5 separate regions of the Mus musculus genome follow, and regions 2, 3, 4 and 5 are each linked to region 1. Evidence: chromatin contacts called from public HiCAR-type and promoter capture Hi-C data. All regions are on one chromosome and are shown on one strand. The core of a region is the stretch at or near the end of the contact, and the rest is flanking DNA. Distances in the headings are between cores, read along the strand shown. Region 1 holds the start of Syce1 (synaptonemal complex central element protein 1). Region 2 holds the start of Adgra1 (adhesion G protein-coupled receptor A1). Region 3 holds the start of Caly (calcyon neuron-specific vesicular protein). Region 4 holds the start of Mtg1 (mitochondrial ribosome-associated GTPase 1). Region 5 holds the start of Cd163l1 (CD163 molecule-like 1).

The links. Promoter capture Hi-C pulls out the DNA fragments that hold promoters and counts their contacts. HiCAR-type assays count read pairs that join an accessible place to other places.
Region 2: a contact with region 1 is called in a promoter capture Hi-C map of embryonic stem cells, with 3 times the contacts expected there. The contact joins the promoter of Adgra1 here to the promoter of Syce1 in region 1.
Region 3: a contact with region 1 is called in a promoter capture Hi-C map of embryonic stem cells, with 19 read pairs. The contact joins the promoter of Caly here to the promoter of Syce1 in region 1. A contact is called at or near these places in 1 of 39 promoter capture datasets (embryonic stem cells), 9 of 484 Hi-C or Micro-C datasets (bone marrow-derived macrophages, embryonic stem cells and liver), 10 of 115 datasets of contacts at active chromatin or transcription factors (SST interneurons, bone marrow-derived macrophages, craniofacial prominence and 6 more) and 2 of 9 other capture datasets (liver and macrophages).
Region 4: a HiCAR-type map of embryonic stem cells shows a contact between it and region 1, with 6 times the contacts expected there. The contact joins the promoter of Mtg1 here to the promoter of Syce1 in region 1. A contact is called at or near these places in 2 of 39 promoter capture datasets (cranial neural crest and embryonic stem cells), 2 of 484 Hi-C or Micro-C datasets (bone marrow-derived macrophages and embryonic stem cells), 8 of 115 datasets of contacts at active chromatin or transcription factors (the SCID.adh cell line, astrocytes, embryonic stem cells and 3 more) and 1 of 9 other capture datasets (adipose tissue).
Region 5: a contact with region 1 is called in a promoter capture Hi-C map of embryonic stem cells, with 5 times the contacts expected there. The contact joins the promoter of Cd163l1 here to the promoter of Syce1 in region 1. A contact is called at or near these places in 10 of 39 promoter capture datasets (the C10 cell line, cranial neural crest, embryonic stem cells and 6 more), 4 of 484 Hi-C or Micro-C datasets (bone marrow-derived macrophages, embryonic stem cells and nephron progenitors), 2 of 115 datasets of contacts at active chromatin or transcription factors (both in embryonic stem cells) and 1 of 9 other capture datasets (embryonic stem cells).

The regions. Positions count from the first base shown.
Region 1 is chr7:140,786,567-140,789,140 of GRCm38.p6, reverse strand. Syce1 (synaptonemal complex central element protein 1) reads left to right here and starts at 1,287. Exons shown (of 13, transcript NM_001143765.1): 1 at 1,287-1,405. The coding sequence starts at 1,327.
Region 2 is chr7:139,832,885-139,835,458 of GRCm38.p6, reverse strand. It overlaps Adgra1 (adhesion G protein-coupled receptor A1), which reads right to left and starts at 1,285. Exons shown (of 8, transcript NM_177469.3): 1 at 932-1,285; 2 at 62-256.
Region 3 is chr7:140,081,260-140,083,833 of GRCm38.p6, reverse strand. Caly (calcyon neuron-specific vesicular protein) reads left to right here and starts at 1,286. Exons shown (of 5, transcript NM_001190385.1): 1 at 1,286-1,372.
Region 4 is chr7:140,136,278-140,138,851 of GRCm38.p6, reverse strand. It overlaps Mtg1 (mitochondrial ribosome-associated GTPase 1), which reads right to left and starts at 1,288. Exons shown (of 11, transcript NM_199301.2): 1 at 1,079-1,288; 2 at 469-533. The coding sequence starts at 1,187.
Region 5 is chr7:140,216,978-140,219,551 of GRCm38.p6, reverse strand. It overlaps Cd163l1 (CD163 molecule-like 1), which reads right to left and starts at 1,285. Exons shown (of 14, transcript NM_172909.4): 1 at 924-1,285. The coding sequence starts at 987.

The DNA of each region.
Region 1 (2,574 bases), core at 38-2,537:
GGGACCCTGTGCTCTGTCCAATGAATGACTGTGAGCATCCACTTCTGTATTTGCCAGGCACTGGCATAAGCTCACAGGGGACAGGTATGTCAGGGTCCTGTCAGCAAAATCTTGTTGGCATATGCAATAGTGTCTGGGTTTGGTGGTCCATGGTAATTCTTAAACCAATCAAGTTGATAATGAAGATTAACGATCATAAGTAGGAAAGGAGTGTGTGTCTATTTGCTGCCCTTTAAAATATACAGACACGTAACTATTACATTCTCACATTTATAATCATGAAAAATTATATATATAAACAATCACCTTCACATATATATGTATGTATATGATTGTGCTCTGTTAATCCTGTCAATATATCAAATAATCAAATCACAAGGAGTGATTTCATTCCTTCTGAATTTGTAAATATTTATTTTGTGTTCCAGGGTATAGTCTATTTTAGAAAAGTTCATATATACATACATACACACACACACACACACACACACACATACACACACACACACACACACACACACACACATATATAATTTTATTCTTGGTCTTCAATGAAGCAGAATGCAGAATTCTTTATATATATATATATATATATATATATATATATATACATACATATATATAATTTTAATATTTATTACACATAGTATTTTAGTCTTGATCCTCAAGAAAACAATGCATAATTCTTAATATATCATACTATTTATTTCCCTATGGCCACTTAATAAACTGCTGGAGTATTGTGGTATAAGAAATTCTGTACCCGTGTCATAGATGAGCAAGGTGAGACCTCCCAGGACTGTGTAGAATGTGCCAGAAATGCTCAGACCTGGACTGTTTTGGCAAGACGGCTTAGGCATAGCATGATTGGAGACACCCACAGGCTTTTTTGAAGTAGTGGTGAACGGTCTCTTGGCAACTGGGAACTGGGCTGTTTAGCATGTTCACGGAAGGTCCTTGGGGTTCTTTCAGCAGGCATCATGGGTCCGCTCAGGATCACCGTTCTGTCTGAGGGCAGAAAATTTCCACATTCTAACCCTAACTCTAACTTTGACGACCTAACCTTTGTAGAGGGTGAGGCCTTTATGCTTGTTCATGCACTTGCCTCTGAAACTGGCCAAACACTGCTTGGAAGTCTTCACTCCGACTATCACGTTTAAATCGGACTTGTATTTGGTGGTAGTGGTGGTGGGGGCATGGCTTTACCCTTGCGCATGCGCAGCAGCTAGCCACGCGGTCCTCTCGTGTTTCCCCGCGCAGCGTACTGCGCAGGTGCAGTGTCTAACAGCCTGGAAGCTGCTGCGGCAGCTGAGGAAGTGGAGCAGTATGGCCACCAGACCGCAGCCGTTGGGTATGGAGCCCGAGGGCTCAGCAGACCTGCTCCACGGGCCTGAGGGGGCCAGAGGTAGTGGCTGAAGGGTGCCTGGGTTGGCATGGTGAGCTGGCGGGGGTGAGCGGGCTGCCTGTCGAGGTCTGAGGAGATCACGCGGGCGGACGCGAACCCCGGGAGAGGGCTGACTGGGATCCTGACTGAGGAGAAGCCAGCTTGCTGTCTCCCTGTGATGCCAGGCCTAGTGTGGGGTTGTTGTAGGTCACACACCTGTCACCTTCAGAACGGGCGGGCCCGCACCAGGGCCTGTGGCACCAGGCCTGAAGTCCTGTGACCCTACCGAGCTGCAGTCGCCCTTTTGCCGTCCAGAACTTGATGCCATCTTAGCGCCTCTGCCAAGGGGGTGCTGGGACCGCGTCCGAACAAAACCTCGGTTCTCAGAACTTTTCTGCACCTTTCTGTGTATGGGGCGGTAGAACGATATTTTTATTGTGATAAATTTAAGTTTATACAAAAGCGTAGAGCAAGGTGGGCGTACGCTGTGATTCTCCTGCCCAGCTTTGATGGTTAGGATGGTTTGTCAGCCCTCCCCCATCCCCATCACTCAGTCCTCTGTTTTATGACCGACCACCCCAGACAGACCAGACAACCCCATAAATGGCCCATATGTGTCTAGAGGACAAGTACTCCAGAAAAATAACAGTTTCTACAGCTATACAACAGCACCAATTCCCCAATCACATAAAGTATCTAGTTGCTTTTAAAAATCTATTTCTTTTTATTATTATTATTATTATTTTGTAAAAGCATTTTACTGGGGGCTTGGTTTCAGTTTCTACAGGGTCAGTACATTTGTATCATGGCATGAATCATGGTAGCAGGCAGGCCATTAGGCCATAGTGCTGGAGCTGAGAGCTATTTTTTTTTAAGTATTCACATATTTAAATGTAATATGTTAAATTACATTTTACATATTACGTTTAAATATATGTAATATATTGAAATCTCTGAGAGGATGCTCCCCTCCACCAGGGCTCCCTTCTCCCTGGGGTCTCAAGTCTCTCAAGGATTAGGCACATCTTCTCCCACTGAGGCCAGACCTGGACCTCTTTTGCTATGTATGTGCTAAGGGCCTCAGACCAGGCTCTCTATGCTACCTGATTGGTGGCTCAGTCTCTGGGAGCTCCCTAGGATCTGGGTGAGATGAGACTACTGGTCTTCCTATAGGGTTGCCCTCCACTTCA
Region 2 (2,574 bases), core at 36-2,535, 950 kb after region 1:
GATCTGATGTGAACGGCAGGGTTTTGGTCAAAGCTTTAGGCCCCTTGGGCTGTGTACTCACCATGAGCCCTGCAGAGTTAGGGAGGCAAGCGCACTGATGGGGTTGCTGGCACCGACCACTATGTTGCACCCTTCTCCCCTCTAGCCTCCATGGCCATCTGGAAGGTCAAGTCCCACACAGTCACGGTCGAGCTCCTGGGAAGGCTACCTCAGAGTGACTGTGTCAAGATGAATGGGGATCTGCAGGCTGACCCACCTGCAAAGACAATGCATGGTCAGAGTGCAAGGGAGCCTGATACTGGTCAATACCCAGGTATACTCAGGGGGCACTCAGTCCCTTCCCAAGTTTGCCCCTTTCTGGCTCCTATGAACCTGGCCAGCCTGTTGGAGTCCTTAGCTCAGGCTTCATCTGAGGCACCCAGAGAGGTGGTAACAACCTGGGCTTTGGGACTTGGGAGGAAACCTGGCTCCTGGCAGCCGGAAAGCATCCCTTAAGTAGTCTCTGCTCGCCATCCCAACATAAGACCGTAACTTGGTTATTTCGGGCTGCACAAGCCAGACCAGCATTATCAATTGAAATCAAGAGAGTCAAATAAACCTGAGTAAATCTCTCAGTGCCCAGGAAGACCTGGCAGGCAGAAGCTGCTGCTGCCGCCTGATGTAGCTAGATCTTGAGGGCTGGCGTCTCCCGCATGGACATTCTTGCTTGGCTGGAACTATGTGGTCTTGCTAAGGCTCCAAGCTCTAGACTTACCCAAAGTTATTCAGAATCCACCTTCCCAACAGCAAGAGTGGCCGAATCTCTCACAGCGTTTCTGCTCCAGAAATGGCCCTCATGAGTGGACACTGTGGCCGGCCAGTAGCTTGGGCACAAGCCCTACCCCTCCCCTTCCCTTCTCAGACATCAGGAGAAAGCCACCCAACTTCTCACCTATTTTGGTAAAGGCAGCCGAAGAGGCACAGGTCTCCTGCTTCTCACAGGCGAGATGTGGCATGTCCCTCGTGCTAGGGAACAGCTTTCTATGACGAAAGGCATGAGATTGGAGCTTATAAGTGGAGTTATCAACAGATTGCAGGGCTGCAGCCTGGCGACTGGCTGTGGCCAGAGCACTGCGCTGGGGACGGAGCTCTGCACCCGGAGGGAGTGAGTCAGAGCCGAGAAGAGCAGGCATCCAATGCGCTCTCTGCAGGCAGTTTCCAGCTCTGGGTTGGGGGACGCCAGCCGCCTGCGCGCCGGATTTCTGCAGCAACAGCCAGGGGAATGAAGGACCGGCCGGGAAGCAGGAGCTGTAACCATGGGGACTGGGGGAGGCGCGGACCGCGGCAGCGCCGTGCCCTGGCTCCCTGCGGCAGAGCGGGAATGGTTCTTCCCAGCCCGGCGGCCGGCTGCCCGTCACACTGCAGAGTCGATTTAAAGAGACAACCGACCAGGGTTTGCTGCTTGCTTCCAACCGATTCAGACAACTCACATTAAAGCATTTTCCCCAAAAGGAGGACAGGATGATGTTATTTCATTTTAAAAAGAGATCCCTGTCTCTCGAGGGCTGCAGGAACAGGAAGGTGAAAACGGAAATTGATTTTGGAAGAATCTTCACAATCCATGTATTAAAATACTGTTCAAATCCAAATTTTCCGAAACTGAGGTGAAGACTGTGTGAGCATGAGTCAGCAGGGCTGCTCCTGTCTGTGGACATGGCCTGGCGGGGCAGAAAGTGTCTTCCCTAACCCCAGTGTTGAACCCTTCTCCAAGCCTGGGCCAAAGGACTGAGTGTTGAGAAGGAAAGTGTACAGAGGCGTGAGTCAGAGTCCAGCTCATCTGCTGTGGGATGGCTTGGCCCAGACTGGTTGCCTGAGGGGAGAGTTGGATCAGGTCAAGCTTTTTCACAAAGTTTATCCCCTTGGCAGATGTTGGCATGACATTGTGATTAGGAGACACCTGTTTGGGGACCATTCCCTTCCCTCTCCACCTGGCTCCTTTTCTTGTAGCACCTCCATCCCACCTAGCAACTTTGCTCTTCAGGTGCTGTTAAAGCTAGTGTCTACTCTAGGAGGCCCCTAGGTTCTTGCTACTCTGGAGTTTAAAGGATTGGAAGCTAGAGTTCCTGGGGCAGGGGAGGTAGTTAAAGGATCATAAAGATAGAATTAGACCCAGGGACATTGTGATTTTTGTTTTAGAAATCCTGTGGTGTGTAACCTCTGGGTGGGGTGTGGTCAACTCTCCTGTCCCAGTCCTCAGTGGGAACACTGAGCCCCGAACTTCAGATAAGGGACTTGACCCTGAGGAATTCTGTCTGCTCAGCACCCTATGAGTGATGGAGGCCTCCATGTGTTCTGAACTCTCAGAGTCTCTTCTCCAGGAACTGGAGGCCAGCCAAAGTCCCTGATGGATCCTGGATGATAGTCTTAGTCGGGTGGATAGGGAACGGGGCAGAAAGGAGAGCAGGAAGTATGTAGGGGGAGGTGGCTCTGAATCAGAGTAGGCTCTGACACTGGTCTTCTGCTCAGGGCTCCAGGTCTGTCACAGGTGGTCCAGGCCCTCAGGAGAGGCAGAAGAGGCCTGGCTACTGGCCCCTG
Region 3 (2,574 bases), core at 37-2,536, 710 kb after region 1:
CAGCGGTTAAGAGCACTTGACTGTTCTTCTGAAGGTCCTGAGTTCAAATACATGGTGACTCACAACCATCCGTAATAAGATCTGATGCCCTCTTCTGGTGTGTCTGAAGACAGCTACAGTTTACTTTTGTATAATAATAAATAAATCTTTAGGCTGGATTGAGTGGGCTCCACCAGAGTGAGCAGAGGTCCTGAATTCAAATTCCCAGCAACCACATGATGGCTCACAACCATCAGTACAGCTACAGTGTACTCATATACATAAAATAAATAAATAAATCTTTTTTAAGGCGGATTCCAGTCAACAGCAAGACAGAACTGTGAACAGAGAGTACTGCTGCCTCGAGCGGAAGACCAGGAGAAGCACGGCCACTAGAGATGCCCTGTGTGAAGCGAGGCATACTATCAACTAAACATCTGTCCAGTGCCTTCTGCATATTACCATTATTCAGGCACCAGTGACCAAGCAAGACAAGGCCAGTCCTAGGAAAGCTTCCAGCCCAGAAATTCAGACATGGAAAGGCGTCTAGAGGAGCGCCCTCTAGGTCAGAGGCCAACCACAGCTGTCCTGACCCCAGCTTCTATTGTGAGATCTCAGGGGAAGGAACAGGCTCTCCCTTAACCCCTGGAATCCCAGCTGGAGGAGCAGCCAGGGCTCCTCTGGTCTCCTGGTTGCCCCCCTGCAGTGAAGTGACATGAGATGTGAGAACTGGTGTGATGTATGCCTTTGCATGCTGTGTGTGTCAGGGGTGTAAATTGTGTATGAAGTGTGTCTTAGCAATATGTAGCCGGGCAGTGGTGGCGCACGTCTTTAATCCCAGCACTTGGGAGGCAGAGGCGGTGGATTTCTGAGTTTGAGGCCTGGTCTACAGAATGAGTTCCAGGACAGCCAGGGCTACACAGAGAAACCCTGTCTTGAAAAACAAAAAACAAACAAATAAACAAAAATCAACAACAAAAAAAAAGAAAGAAAGAAAGAAAGAAAGAAAGGAAGGAAGGAAGGAAGGAAGGAAGGAAGAAAGAAAGAAAGGAAGGAAGGAAGAAAGAAAGAAAGAAAGCAAGCAATATGTGCGTATGGGAGGGTGAAGTGTGTATCAAGTATGTGAAATGTATTTCGTGGGTGTGTGAAGTGCTTGTGTCAGGTGTGTGAGTGTGATAAGAGACAGTGCAGAGATCTGCCGTGGGAGGGGGTGTGAGGCCACCTGAGCCACAGTGGTCCCTCCTCCAGCCTGCATCTCCATGGCAACCACAGCCTCGCTCTCAGGCTTCAGCCCCTAGCCCGCCCCGCCTGGTGGTGAAGCGCCTGGAACTGCATCCTCCGCATCTACACTGCATCCCTGTCCTCCCGCGACTGCGTCCTGCAGCAACTGCCTGTGAGCCATTTCCACGTTTCTCCTTTTGGAATGGGGACGAGGGGGCCAGCATGTGTGCGTGGGTGTGCAAGGGTGCAGGGATGTGAGAGGTGCGAGGAAGGGGGCGGGTGCAAGAGTGTGTGACTGTGCGTCTGTGGGATGTACGTGCAAAGATATGGGTGTAGGGGTTGAGAGTCTATGTGGGAGTGATTTGACTGATCCGATGTCTGCCAGAGCGGTGGAGCACAGCCATCTCCTTCCTGTGGTCTCCACTAGAAGTCAGGTTGGCCCCGCTGGCTCCGGTGGAGGGTGGTCATTAGACCTCTCGGGACAGTTGGGGGCAGCAGCTCTGCTGGCTTGAGGTGGATGGAAAGGTCCCTAGACCTCAAGGTATGTCGAGAAACCCCTACAGGCCAGTGGCAGCCTGGACATTAGGAAGAATTATGGCTGCTCAGCCTGCACAAACCCCATATGAAGCTGCAAATCCTTATCCTGGGCATAGTAGGGTAGCAGGGGCGGCGGGACAGCTGGACCTCATCTCGCCCAGTTCATGGTGACTGCAGACCCCCTCCTTGTGGGCTGGCTCCACCTCTGCAGGTCTGGGAGAGCCAGTGGGAGCTGTGCATCTCCAAGGTGGCCCAGGGGCAAAACCGTCAGCTCCTGTTCGGGTCTGACTGCTGGGTGCTGGGTGTTAAAAAAGGAAACAGCTCGATGGAGAGAAAGGGATTAGCAGAAGGGGTGTTGCCCAGAACATTGAGCGTTAGGGCCTGATGGGGGTCGCTGAGTGAAGGTTAAAGGATGGTAGGAGGTATGATAGCCATTTGTCTCAAACCACCTGCCGCGGGGCTTGGCTCTAGATGCTGGGCCACAGGTGGCTGGTGAGTGTCGGGAGCCACAAGCAGCTGTGCCCCTCCTCTCTGTCCCTCTTTGCTTGGGCCCCACAGAACAACAGCCGTTCAAACTGGAGGCAAACATCTATGACCTAAAAGGCTTGGGTGCAAGCAGACCAGGGTGGGCACTGCGGCAGCGTCGTAAGAGGAGAGCACGAGCCCCCACCAATGTGCACTTCTGTGTGACGCAGCATGAAAGGGTCCGTGTGAACGTGAGTCTGTGACCTCTAACCCAGCTTTTATGGGTTTTCAAATAAAAATTCGCATCCTCCAATATTTGTCCGTCAGCGTCTTGTTGGTGCATAGACCGTGATCAGAGATACCCGCCCCACC
Region 4 (2,574 bases), core at 39-2,538, 650 kb after region 1:
ATCAGATGGGCCGGGCGTAGTGGCACACGCCTTTAATCCCAGCACTTGGGAGGCAGAGGCAGGCGGATTTCTGAGTTCAAGGTCAGCCTGGTCTACAGAGTGAGTTCCAGGACAGCCAGGGCTATAAAGAGAAACCCTGTCTGGGGGGGGGGGGGGGGGAGAGATATCAGATGGGAGCCTAAAAATAAAAACACCAGCCTAGACCCCACGAGGGAGATTCTGATCTAAAAGGGCCCTAGCTATTGATGTAAAAGCCTCCCGGGAACTCTAATGTGTAATGAGAATTGGAAAACACTGCTTTATGTCCCAGTAATTACAAAAGAAGCTGTCGCAGCTGTAGACATAATGATGGACCAGAGGCAGAGCAGACTAAACTGTCTGAAGGAGATGGAGAGGAACCAGGAAAGCATCCTGCTGCTGCCTTTACAGTCGAGCAGAGGTGCTCCCCTCTACAGCGTAAAAGGATATCCTGGCGTCATGAACCTCGATAACACAATCCACCGACTTCAGACTGCTCTGCATCTTCTTTAGTCCTAGAAAATAGAGGGGCACTAAGGAAACAGCCAAAGGGGGCAAGTTTAAGTTCTCCTAGGGGAATACATCTGAGAACCATCAGTGCACACAGGGTTAAAGGAGGCAGCATTCTGAGCCACGTTCCACGGTGCCCCGATGGTTCTGGAAGGTACATTTCACACAAGATGGTCTTAATCAGGAAGTTCCTGATACTGTGCGGACTTAATACCCTCACTGCACAGAAACACTGAGGCTCCGCACCGCAACTGCCACCTGTCCACTCACACTCCCGGCGCCTTTTCTGCCACACACTATAATCTCGCATGGCTGCGGCAGCCAAGACCACAGCAAACAGCAGCCTAGGACCGCACTACGTCTACAGCTGCCTGGGGCCAAGTTGTGACCTATAAACTCAGACATCAGCTTGCATGTGACTTAAAGGGACCACTCAGTGCGTCTCAAAAGTATCAAGCACAAAACAGCTCTCCAACCCGATGCCAGGAAGGCGAACCAAGGAACCGCCAGGACCGGCGCCCGTGCCGCCTGCAGCCCATGCTGGCCTCACCCTTGGCCATGTGGCCGGGGAACCAGCGTGCTACATCGTGACCTTGCAGAGGGAAGCACTCGCGCCAAGCGCCCCGGACGGCACCCCATGCCTGCGGCCACAGCCTCATGTCACTGGTGTCGGAAGAGTTCGCAGTCGGACCGCCTCCGCCAGGGCCTGGATCTGCTCACAGGGTTCCGGCGCGCCTGGGTTCCGTGCGCGACTGCGCATGCGCCTGACTCGAGCACTCTGGGATAAGCAGGGGCACGGGGTTGGCCCGGTAGTGCTCCATTCTCAGGATTCCTGAGCTTATGTGAGGTTCTTTTCAGGGATTTGAAGATAGTCTCCTTTTTTTTCTTTTGGAAAGACGATATATATATATAAAATATTATATTTGCTCTTATGTTGTGGTTGCGCACACTTTTTATCCCCAGCACCAGAGGCAGAGGCCAGTAAGTGGCTCTCAGTGTGCTTGAGACCAGCCTGGTGGATTCCAGAGCCAGTGCTACATGGTAAGACAGAGAAAAACAACAACAAAAAGACTCAATTTCATTTATTTATATTTTTTCTCATTTTTAATAGGTATTTTCCTCATTTACATTTCCAATGCTATCCCAAAAGTTCCCCATACCCACCTTCCCACTCCCCTTTTTTTGCCCTGGCGTTCCCCTGTACTGGGGCATATAAAGTTTGCAAGTCTAATGGGCCTCTCTTTCCAGTGATGGCCTACTGGGCCATCTTTTGATACATATGCAGCTAGAGACAAGAGCTCCGGGGTACTAGTTAGTTCATATTGTTGTTCCACCTATAGGGTTGCAGTTCCCTTTAGTTCCTTGGGTGCTTTCTCTAGCTCCTCCATTGGGGGCCCTTTATATTTTTATTTGAAGTGTCTGTGTATGCCATGTGTTAGCGGATACGCCCAGAAGCCAGTGGATCCTCTGGACCTGGAATTACAGGGGCTTTTGAGTTGTTTGACTGGGTGCTGAGAATTGAACTTCAGTCCTGTGCAATAGCAGCAATCATTCTTAACCTCCAAGCCATCTCTCCAGTCCCAATCTGGAGATTTTTCACTATATTCCAAATCTTTCAGGTTTGAGGATATATAGCATGGAGGATAACAAGCTGGCCTGGCCTAGCATGCCCAAGATTCTAGGGTTTCATAGGGAAGCCAGAAGAAATTGGGCTGCTGGCAATGAAGATGTGGCTTCTCCATGGTGGGAAATTGGCCTAGAAATTTAAACTTAAAATCTAGGCACATTTTTCTTCCTTTTGAGACAATATCTCACTTTGTAGCCTACGCTACCAAAACTCAGGCAGGTGTGACAGCACACACCAGTAATCCTAGCATATGAGAGATTTGAGGCAAGAGGGTCAGGAACTCAGGGTCAGCCTGAGCTTCATGAGGCAGTCTAAAAAAAGTCGTCTTTCTCCCTCGTATACTCATATAAATCAATGTAAGGAAATTGAGTTGTCCCCTATCAGTTCCCGGGCCTGCCTTAGAACTTTCAAGTGTTACA
Region 5 (2,574 bases), core at 36-2,535, 570 kb after region 1:
TCATTAGGACCTGCAACCCTATGCACAACTGTCTTCACAAGTCCCAGCTTGTCTCACTCTCTGCAGCTGTCCCCATTACTACTGGGTGACTTCAGTTCAGCACCATGGTCACCTCCTTTCTGGGCACCTGGACAACCACGGAGTGAAAGGTTTTTCTCAGTAGGCTTCAAGGACCCACAATCTGCTTTCCTCCCCTGCTACAAGCCTTGCCATGTCTTTAAGTGCTCTTTTCTCCCCCCCTTCTCTCTCTCTCTCTCTCTCTCTCTCTCTCTCTCTCTCTCTCTCTCTCTCTCTCTCTCTCTCTCTCTCTCCCTCCCTCCCTCCCTCCCTCTCTCTCTCTCTCTCTCTCTCTGTCTCTCTCTCTCTCTCTCACACACACACACACACACACACACACACACACACACACATACACACAGCCTGAACTTACTGCTACCTCCCATGCCTTCCCTTCCATATAGAAGTCAGCCCTTCCATATTCTCTACCCTAGAGTGAGTGGAAGCTCTGTAACACTCAATATTGCTCAATTATCAAGCTCTCCCACTATCCTATGGCCCCAACACAGCCAGAGTTGACATTGGACAAAGAAGGACCTATAGATCTATGGCATTTGGTGTTCATCTAGGTCCCAGGGACCAGAAACACTGTTGCACTCCCCATGACCAGGCTTAGACTTAGCCCTGCATCTGGGCTCTGTACTCATCTGTGCTTGGGCTGGACCTACACTTTTGATATTACAGGAGGACCCTCAAGTGTCAAGACCTTTGTATGTCACAGCCTGGCCCTGGGAAGTCCAAGCTTCCTCAAGCTGAGTGAGACAGCTGGTTATAGCTAGAGAGTCTCATGCCCCTGGACCTGGACACCCAAGGTCTACTGCTTCCTCCATGTTATGTGTATAAATATGCAAAGCAGAAAAACTTACCAGTGAGAGCTGCCCCGAGAGTGAGAAGAGACCCTAAACTCAGAGGCCAGAGCGTTGTCCTCATGGCCGCACGAAGTCCAGAGCCTCAGCTGCAGCGATAAAGGAGATCTCGTCCCAGAGCCAATTTTATAGATGTAAGAGAACCATTAGCCTGTGTCCGATGCATACAGTAAGAGCCTCTCCACGGCACATCAGCAGCTCTACGTCTCCGTCTGTGGCAGAGCAGTCAATGTCCTTGCTGGTCCTGAGCACCACCAGACATGAACAAGAGGCTGGGGTGGTTTCCTCCCATACTGATAACCACTGAAGGAGAGCCTCACCCAGACCCTGCCACCAGACAGGTGGCCTGTCTTTCACAGAGTGGAGTGAGGGCTATATCTATGTACCCCACCCAGAACCTATCACCAGCACAGACAGTGTACCCAAGAGAAGCATTTCGTGCAGCATAGGTGGCATCCTTGGAGATTTGTAGAGTTCCAATTGGAACAGGAGAATGAGGCAGACCAGATAACTGTGTAAGAGCTCTGGAAAGAATGAAGTCACTGAAATAGAGAGTCCAGAGAAAGGGCAGCACAGCACGCCAAGCCTACCAGAGACTCACCTACTCAGAAGAAGGAATCAAGGAGTCTCATAACACAAAACCAAAATGTCTGAGATCTGCAGAGAACCACCCATCCTGTGAAAAACCAGGAAACTCACAAGGCAAGGATAAATGTTATGACCATCTGTGAGGACCTGAAAACAGACTCCTTGAAAATGCTTCTGCAATTGCCAATTCTTTCGAAACAAATGGAAACAAACAGAAAGTCTCAGCGAAAAACTCATATAACCATAGGACCAACGTGAAGATGTGGTGAAATCCGGACTCTCGTCTTTATGGGTATGGGACATAGTGCAAAGTTGTGGAAAATACTGTAAAGGTTTCTCAGGACCACTCGTCCTATGAAATCAGCTCTTCCAAAAGCTAAACAAAAGGTGCCCAGGAATTCTACTCGGACATTTTGGTCTGCAGACGCAATGAAGGGGATACTGGGAAAGGATAGACTGTGGGTCTGCAGACACAAGAAGGGGATACTGGCTGAAAACTCCCCAAATATGTGAAAGACACAGGCTTACAGATTTAATAAACAAATCCTCAATGGAATCCTCAAGTTCTAATGTTTAAAACTCTGGGGAAACCTCACTGAAAACAGCTACACATAAAGAGTTGTTGCCAATGGTTCTCAACCTTCCTAATGCTGCAACCCTTCAATACAGTCTCTCATATTGTGTCGACCCCCAACCATAAAACCATTTCATTGCTAATTCATAACTGTAAGTTTTATACTGCTATGAGTTATGACATAAATGTCTGATGTTCAGGATATTTGATATATGACCCCTGTGAAAAGGCCGTTCAACCTTCAAAGAGGTGGCAATTCACATGTAGAGAACCACTGCTGTTGAGAACCACTGAGTGACAGAGAATCTCATCTGACACAGAAGCCCATAGAAAGTGGAACAGCCATCAGCCAACTCAAATCCTGAACTTGATAACAAGTGCCCTCCTGGATGAAGGGAAGTAAAGAATCTCAAATGAAAAGACCGGCAGCCCTGCCCTTGCAGGAGAAAGCTCTCTTAACAGGAAAGGAAGCACAGTAGACGAGAAGGC